Linked DNA regions of Capsicum annuum: region 2 is linked to region 1. Evidence: chromatin contacts called from public Hi-C data. All regions are on one chromosome and are shown on one strand. Each heading gives the region's core, a stretch centred on a gene start, on an enhancer-like site or on the middle of the called end of the contact. The rest is flanking DNA. Distances are from core to core; before and after follow the strand shown.

The links. A called contact is a pair of places that touch in the nucleus more often than the background predicts.
Region 2: a contact with region 1 is called in a Hi-C map of pericarp, with 2.6 times the contacts expected there. The contact joins the promoter of LOC124885115 here to the enhancer-like site in region 1. A contact is called at or near these places in 4 of 5 Hi-C or Micro-C datasets (bud, leaf, pericarp and 1 more).

Annotation. Positions count from the first base shown.
Region 1 is chr1:135,261,464-135,266,272 of UCD10Xv1.1, forward strand. No RefSeq gene overlaps it. Among protein-coding and RNA genes, the nearest start is that of LOC124896106, 59 kb to the left of the region's middle. Within about 2 kb of position 1,843, at least 1 of the 5 cell types and tissues checked has an H3K27ac peak or open chromatin away from gene starts, as enhancers often do. A contact at or near this core is called in pericarp, where this site is marked.
Region 2 is chr1:135,338,368-135,343,164 of UCD10Xv1.1, forward strand. LOC124885115 (pentatricopeptide repeat-containing protein At1g56690, mitochondrial-like) reads left to right here and starts at 1,833. Exons shown (of 1, transcript XM_047407491.1): 1 at 1,833-4,034. The coding sequence starts at 1,833. The coding sequence ends at 4,034. It also overlaps the pseudogene LOC107879745.

The DNA of each region.
Region 1 (4,809 bases), core at 593-3,092:
TTTATCAAAACGAGAGAAGGAAAAGAACCAAATATTCAAACGAATCCCACCCAAGATCGAGTAAGGTCGGTACTAGAGTCACTACTGAAAGATACCCAGAATACTAGATAGAATTCAAGATATACACAATATATACAAACAACCTCCAGTACAAAAGGTTAGAGTGGAATAGATAGAGGAGGATCAGCCTCGGACGACAGTAAGCTCACCCTCAGTACTGAAAGGTAGGAACCACGTCAACGCTAGTTGCTACTACTTGGATCTGCATTAGGGGAAAGATGCAGAATTGTAGTATGAGTACCAAAGCAATAGGTACTCAATAGGCATCATCGACTGCCTGAGCTTAATACCGAAAAGGTATAACTAAAATGCGAGGGTGTAGTCTAAACCAATAATAAACAGGGCTAGAAAAGTAAACAACTACCAAGCTACGCAAATACGATAAAGGAATAAATATAAGCGATACAGAAAATAAATAACGCAGTAATAACAAACAAATCAAACATAACCTAATTGCGCCCCACAAGCCCGCTGGACACACTGAAGAAGACAATTAACCCAATCGTACCCCCATAAGCCGGTGGAACACACAAGAAACAACAAATAAAAATAAGCATAAATAATCTGTAACTGAATTCATTTCACAAAATCACAGTAGTCATCCAGATGTGCACCGAAATTTAATCGGTGCCAATGGATAGTAATGAAAGGCCAAACACCGGACTTGAACTAGTAGTTATGGATAATAACGAAAGGCCATATGTCGAATTCGAATTCGAACTGAAAATATTGAGTAACAAGAGGCCACATATATGATATACAACAGAACTCATAATCAAATGTCGGACTCAAACCGAAACTCAAAGGAACCACAACCATAATCAGATGCCGGACTCGAACCAGAACTCAGAGGAACCACAACTCCCAGAACAACCATAATCAATACCAGAACTCCCAATTCATCAAAACCAGATGTCATAATCAATACCAGAACTCCCAATTCATCAAAACCAGATGTCGGGCTCGAATCGAAACTCATAGTAACACTAAAATCCATATCATACCATAATCAATGCCAATGTGGTACTAAAATTCACAATTAATGACAGAAATAAAGTATATGTTGAACCTATGGGGAAACTAAAAGACATTTAAATAACCATTCACAACTATTAATTAAAAAGGGATAAATTCAAGATTTCACAACTTAATTTCATGTCTAAAGTGATGGATGCTATATCATCCTAAAACATAAGACACAAAAACTTACTAGAACGAGGTCCTAACCATATATATATATATATATATATATATATATATATATATATATATCACACGGTACAACTACAAGTACTTATCCAAAACTAGTATAATAGTATACAATTTCAGTAAATAAGCTCAATATAAATGTACGATAAGCCTAACATACCTAGATGTCAAGCTAAAAAAAACTTCTTCAAGAAGCCTCTGAATAGTGTCCCGCTACAATCCGAACTTGAACTTGATATAAATAATCAATTTTCTTTTTGAGGATCGAATATAGCATCACACTATTTTTCTGCTAAGTATATTGATTCACGAGTACCCTGTATGCATTTTCATATACAATATGTGTCCGTATAAAGCTTGCAAACTATATTTACTAAAATCTTTAATGAAATGAAGTACAAAATGTTCAAAGTGAAGAAAAAGTTAAAGTGAAGCAACAACCTTTTCATTCATAATTGAGTAAAGTATATATTGAGAGAAAGTGAGGATTTATCCTTTTTAGCAACATATATTTGGCATGTATGCCACATGTAGCACTTATAGTACTTATATGGCAAATTCATTGATAAGTGGCAGCTTCCCTCATCCTAATGCATGTGTAATCTATTACCATTATCTCCACGTGTAGTAGAGGTGCTAATGTCACCTAAATCTTTATCTCATTAAGTACGTGTTAGGGTATTGTATAGGATCAAGTTAAAATAAATATAATATTTTAAATATATCATAATTAATAGAAAATTATTTTTAAAAAACTTCTTTTATATAATAATAATATTTTAATATATCTAGATTTATTATCTTCACTTATAATATTAATAGATTATAAAAAGTTATTATAAGATAATAAATATATCATAATTTAAAGAATTTTATACGTATCAAAAATATTTTAAAAGGATAATAACTTATATTTCTACTAAATGTCAATTTAAATTAAATATTTCATAATGTATCAGATATTACTAAAATTTTCGAATAAACCACCTGAGAATCGAATTATCAATCCTAATAAGTCATAAATAACTTGGGACAGTTATGAAAACACTCTAGACACCGAAAATATATTAAAACAGGGTAAATGACCTCGAGGGTCATTACAACAACCTTCATTTCTCCAATTACTAAGGATTAAATTTAAAAAGTGAAGAAAATCAATTCTTCTAACTATCTTCATCATATTAACTACAAACAACATCCCCAAATATAAACCCACAAACGAGATTAAAAGAGGGTAGAATGTACTCACAATAAGTAAACACTAGACTATCAAAACATATACTTCCACTAAAATTTCAGTCCTAAAATATAATTCAGTCTAGAATTTCAGAATAATTATGCTGTCAATTTTTCACAGCGTACAATTCTGAATTTCTAACTGAGGTTGTTAAAACACATCATACATAACACAAAATTTAATATAGATAAATCGATTTTCAAGAAACAAATAAAACACGCAATACAATTTTAATAAAAAAAACACTTGGTATAATGACCAAAAGATATTCAAATCGCTCCCCAAAAAAATTTACTATTTTATTTTATTTTCTTAAAATAAATAAAAAAATTACAATCTGAGGCAAAGAATTAAAGGACATACCGGAGAAACAATGGAAATGAGCAATTAGAATAAGAGATTTTTTTTTTAAAAAAAAAACAGAGTAGTGGAAAATGAGAAAAGGAGAAGTAGAGCAGAGAGAGGGGGGGAGGAGGTGAAGAGCACGAAAATAGCTCAAAATGAAAGTGGCTATTTCTTGGAATTATATTGACCGACCGGTCATTTTATGTTCAAAGGCCCAATCTTGGGCCATTTGTTTTATAGTGGGTCATGTTGTGTTCTCTACCCAAAAATTATTCAAGGGAAAATGACACTCTATAACACTTTTTAAAATAAACAATCCAAGTTTTAAAACTTTTCAAAAAGTGATTAGTCGGATATACTATTTCTATTTATAATCATTTCCTAATTTAGGTCATTTTGGCCTACGTAATTCATATACAGTTCATATACAATGTTGATACAGTCTATATACAATGCTGATACAATATTCAACTTGGACAATTCGGCCCTTTTAATATATATTTTTTTGCTATAAATTTTTTAACTGATCAAATATTCTGTTTTTTTTAATTATTTAGAAATAATAATTAAATTATATAAAAGCGTCACAGCTTTGGAATCCACATGCTAGATGCGAGGTTTTTTGTTGAGGCACAACTTTTATTCCACGGTTGTACCATCGCCTTATTGTGTTCCAGTAGCCGCACTTGCTACTGTCTTGGTGTTCCAAGGCATTCTATCTGGTTTAGCTACCCTTCTTCTTCTGGTGTGCCATGATGGTATGGAAGATGAATTTTCTCTGGCAGTTGCAGGGCACTTCTTTGACTGAGCAACAAGGGCTTTAGAAGTTACACCGGCGATATAATTGTTAAATAGAATATGTATCTATATAAGATATATGTATAAAAGTTATATAATTCTATCAAATATGTATATGAATGAAATATATATAAAAAGTGTATGAAAATTATATAATTGTTGTATAAAACGTGTAAAAAAATATGTACAATTATTATTTGTGTATCAAACTGTATAATTTTCATATAGAATATTTATATGTATAAGATTTGTATAGAAACTGTATAGAAGGTGTGTAGAAATGGTATAAAACAAGCCAGTAAATTGAAATGGCTAAAAAGTAGAATTTAAATTCATGGTCATTTTCATAGAAATAATTTAATTTGAAGTATTGTTTCTGTCCTTCCCCCAAAATTAAAATATCTTTTCTTCTCTCGAGATAACGATTTTATTTAACTAGAAATTTGATCCAAAATTAAACAGTAAAGCCCAGCTCATAAAATATTGAAAAATGTTCCAGCCCAAATGAAAAAAAAATATAAATAACATAAATACTAATTCTTTTGAAAGTAATTATACTCTCTCCCACTTTTTTAATTACTTTACTGTCTCTTCCTATTAATATAAATAATATAGCCGATATATAGTATTTTGTGTATATGTTGAGATTTTTATAATATGTTTATGAAATTGAAATTTTTTGTAATATTGAAAACGTAAGTTGTGTATTTGTGTAATTTTTAGAAAAAAAATAAATAATAAAATATAATTTTCTATAGGTGAATATAAAACTGGAAAGTACTCCTTGTCAGCATTTGTTGTCTGAAAAGTGAGAAAATATTTCCTATTCAGCTCCATCTCTAATTTAGTAAATCATATTGAAGTTCACATTTTGTACTTTATTCCGTTTGATTCTTTTCAAATTATTTATCGTTGAATTTGTAGCAGATGTTTAAAAATAATCTCTATTTATATTAGTTGGTGTCTGATTTTGTGGTCTCTGTAATATCTTGTAGCTTTCCTCTTTTTGTAATTTTCTTTTTCTCTTTTTGATTTGAATAAAGTAAAAGTCGAGCTTTAATTCAACTGATCTAGATAAACAATATAGAATGAAATGATAAGCTTGAGTAATATAAGATTTGAAGTTATAAATATTAACTAATAAATTTGACCGTGCTTCG
Region 2 (4,797 bases), core at 583-3,082, 77 kb after region 1:
TCCTCAATTTCTGTTGAGGTAAAAAATCTACACTATTTGAACTTATATTTATTTTTTGCAAGGTTGCAGATGAAAATGACATTGAAATTCGTTCGTCGATGTGTGTGTTTTTTTTTCCGGTCAGCCGTGTGTGTATTGTGAGTAATATGTGTGTTTCTCTGTGAAGCTGTGTGTATGTGTGTAACCATGTGTGTGAGGTGTGAGTATAGCTGTGTGTGTCAAGTTAGTGGGTAGGATTAGAAGAAAAAAAATGAATTTTGAGAAGATTAAAGAAAGAAAATGGGTGGAAGTGATGAAGAAGAAAGGGGGTGGGGTATGTTTTTTTTTTGGTATTTTTTATTTATAATAAATAATTTTGATTTTTTTTTTAAAACTCACCTGATTTTTTATTTTATTTTATTTTAATGCCACGTTAGCTGTAAGGGTAGAATTTATTCACTTAAGAAAGATTTAGGGGGGTAAATAATTATTTATTAAGTTTAAGTGTTAAAGTAAGTTGTCGGGACAAGTTTAGGGAGGTTTTAATGTATTATTTCAAAAATTTATGAAGTTGAAATTGGAGTAGAAGATGGACTTTAATTTTTAAGAGAATATTCGAGATGGTATTTAAGCATATTCTTCACTTGTTAGAAAAATTTATGAAGTTAGAGTTGAAGATGAAATTTTATTTTGAAAAGAATATTTGGGACGGTATTCATGCTTGAATGTATTTTGAATACACTTCAAAAGTAAAAAGTGGGTTGAAAAATAACCAATAACATGTTTCCAAATTCAAAATACAACTTCAAGTTGAATTTAAAACTTCCATTATAAACTGATATTCAAATAAAGTAAACAATTATTATGAAAAAATATGAATATTTTATATGGCTAAATATCCACGGTAAAACTTCTTTTTTCTTACCCACCTTATCATAAATTGACCTAGAAAAAAACCTAGCGATATATCGAAATTTCGATATTATATATCATGTGAAGTTTGATAAGGAAATCTTATTATATCTTCTTCTTCTTTAATAAACATTCAAATTCCTATCTTGGAACCTTTCTGTGTTGATTATAATTTATACATAAACAAAGTTCGATCGTTATCTTAATATAATTCACACTAAGTAGTGGATAATATATATATATATATATATAAACTATTAAAAGATTTTACTTTGAATTAGGGAATAAAATTTTGTTGCTCACTGTATTTTAATATTGATCGGTACAGAAGGTGAGTCAAAAATGGTATAAGTTGTGAAGCCACATGATAATTTATTCCAATACGATAAAAAAAATGCTATGTCAATTTATTTTAATATAAAAGCTCAACTCAGAAATAAAATATTGTCTACTTGTTTCATGTTGCTCTGATCTCCCTATGCTATCTGGGCCAGGAGCCATGATAAATTGTTGCTTCTTCCTCGTTGTTGATAAGTGTTCCTGAAGAAAGAAATCATAGATGAAAAGAATGTGAGGAAAATTCTCAACTCGAAATGTTAGAAGATATCAAATCAATAGATGTAGAAAGAGCGATAATTTATTCAACGACAGCTGCTCACCGACGAAATTCGTTGATTTTTAGTTAGTGAGAGGTTCAATGACATGTTACGAGCACTAGTCATACCACCCCACACCTCCTCATCTTTCCTCCCCCCCCCAACAAAACCAATTGGACTAAAATGATATAAATCGAAAATTATCATGTAGCAAAATGTCCAACTATAAACTTTAATATAAAACTTATAGGGACTAAAATAGAACACCAGAAACTTCATTCCTTCTACTGACATCCTTAATTCCCAGTGGGTACCACCTTCGCATGCTTAGAGTACTACTCCTTAATGCGACATTTTCTACTTCTTTTCTGCTCACAAAGAATCCAACAAAGCTTTGGTTCATTGATGCACCGCTTGTTCTTTGTTCAACAATGTCGGAAATACTGTCACAAATACACCATTACATCAAATTCTCAGATTTCTCAATTTGCTCGTTTGGGCCAAATTCAGAATTCCCGGAAGGTGTTCGATGAAATGCCCAACAGAACTGTAACTTCTTGGAACTCAATAATCGCTGGGTATTTCCAAAATCAACAACCCCATGAAGCACAGCGTCTTTTTGATCAAATGAGTGAACGGAACATTGTTCTTTGGAATGGGTTAATCTCAGGCTATGTAAAGAATAAGATGGTGAAGGAAGCACGAAAGGTGTTTGACAGAATGCCGGAAAGAAATGTAATTTCTTGGACTGCTATGGTTAGAGGGTATGTTGAGGAGGGGTTGGTGGAGGAAGCGGAAGCATTGTTTTGGCGAATGCCGGAAAAGAATGTAGTGTCATGGACTGTGATGTTAGGTGGGTTGATTCTAGAAAGGAGAATTGATGAGGCTAGACGGCTTTATGATATGATGCCATTGAAGGATATAGTTGTGAGGACTAATATGATTTGTGGGTATTGTCAGGATATAGTTGTGAGGACTAATATGTTAGGTGGGTTGGATGAGGCTCGCGGTCTCTTTGATGAAATGCCGCGAAAGAATGTGGTTTCTTGGACTGCAATGGTGTCAGGATATGCCCAAAATGGTAACCTGGATATTGCTAGAAAACTTTTTGAATTCATGCCTGAGAAGAATGAGACATCATGGACTGCAATTGTGATAAGTTATGTGCAATATGGTAGATTTGAAGAGGCGTGGAAGCTTTTTGAGCTGATGCCTGTTAGAACAACTCCTGTTTGCAATGCCATAATATTTGGAGTAGGACAGAATGGAGAGGTTGCTTAGGCTAGGATGGTGTTTGATCGTTTGATGGAGAAAGATGATGCAACATGGAGTGCAATGATCAAGGTTTACGAAAGGAAAGGATATGAGTTAGAGGCGCTGGATTTATTTCATCGAATGCAAGTAGAAGGGTTTAGGCCAAATTTCCCTTTGTTGATAAGCATACTTTCAATTTGTGCTAGTCTTGCAAGTCTTAATTATGGTAGAGAGGTACATGCACAGTTAATCAGAACCGACTGTGATGATGACGTGTATGTCTCTTCTGTATTAATCACGATGTACATCAAATGCGGTACTTTTGTCATGGCCAAATTAATATTTGATAGATTTTCTCCTAAAGATGTGGTCATGTGGAATTCTATCATAACAGGTTATGCTCAACATGGATTAGGAGACGAAGCTCTTGAAATATTCAGAGAAATGTGTTCCTTAGGTATTACCGCAGACGAGGTTACCTTTGTTGGAGTTTTATCTGCATGCAGCTACACTGGGAAAGTGAAAGAAGGGCAAGAGATCTTTGAGTCCATGAATTCAAAGTATCAGATTGAACGAGGGACTGCACATTATGCTTGCATGGTTGACATGCTTAGTCGAGTTGGCCGGTTGAATGAGGCGATGGATCTGATCAACAATATGACTGTAGAAACAGATGCAATTATTTGGGGTTCTTTGATGGGTGCATGTAGGATGCATATGAACCTAGATTTGGCAGAAGTTGCTTCAAAGAAACTTATACAGCTTGAACCCGAAAATTCTGGGCCCTATGTCCTACTTTCTAATATTTATGCATCCAAAGGTAAGTGGACTGATGTTGCTTCACTTAGGAAGTTGATGCAGTCTAGGGAAGTGGTTAAATCACCTGGTTGTAGTTGGCTTGAGGCAGACAAAAAAGTGCATATGTTCTCTGGTGGACAGAGCACACCCCATCCTGAGAATGATTCAATTATCAAAATGTTAGAAAGGTTAGGCCCTATGTTAAGAGAATCTGGATATATTCCTGATGGAAGCTTTGCTTTGCATGATGTGGAGGAAGAAGAAAAGTTGCATAGCTTGAATTATCACAGTGAGAAACTAGCTGTGGCTTATGGACTTGTTAAATTGCCTGAAGGTGTGCCTATAAGAGTAATGAAAAATCTCCGGGTTTGTGGTGATTGTCATTCTGCTATTAAATTAATTGCTAAAGTCATAGGACGAGAGATAATTTTAAGAGATGCCAACAGATTTCACCATTTTAAGGATGGACTATGTTCTTGCAACGATTATTGGTGAATGCTCCATTACTTGTGTGCATAATTCATTAAAAAGCAGCTTTAGTGGTGGGGTCAATGGCGACTATGCATTAATTTAGCAGGCAACTGTATTCGCTTTTAGTCGATTATGGAAGAGTATCATAAAACCCACTAATGGTGAAAATTTAATCTCAAATTACTGGAGATACAATGTATGCTCTATAGTACAAGTATAGAGGATGTATTGTCAACTCACAAAAGAAGACATTGGTGAACATAAAAGAATGCAATGATTAATTAAGATAGTGCTGATTTTTGTTCAATTTTGCGAGATGAAGGGGTTGGAGGATAGACATCTTGAGCTTAATATCTGAACTCATGATAAGCAATGGTCAGCACCAAGCCAGGCCTCCCATTATTGCAAGTTTGCTACCTTCAGACCTGGAGTGCCACTAGCTGGAGTTGGTTTCCAGAGCATGAACCCAGTCAAAAAAGTAACGTGAACTGGGTCTAGAATGGGCCACTTGGTGTTTGAACTATGCTGAGCAGACATGACTTCTACCTCAACTTTGTCGTTTTCAGTATGCATCAGCTGTAGCGATGAACTAAATTGGCCCAATCTATCAAAAACAAAATTGGTTCCTATTATGGCATGCTTAAATCAGTTCACATTGTTGTAGCTAGTGTAATCTTCGTCAACCACTTGTAGTACAGAGTCAAACTAGACAAGAATTCAAGATAAGGTAAACTGTCCTGCCTTTTCACTTGAAGTTTGCTTTCTGATCAGATTAGCCGTAAGATAT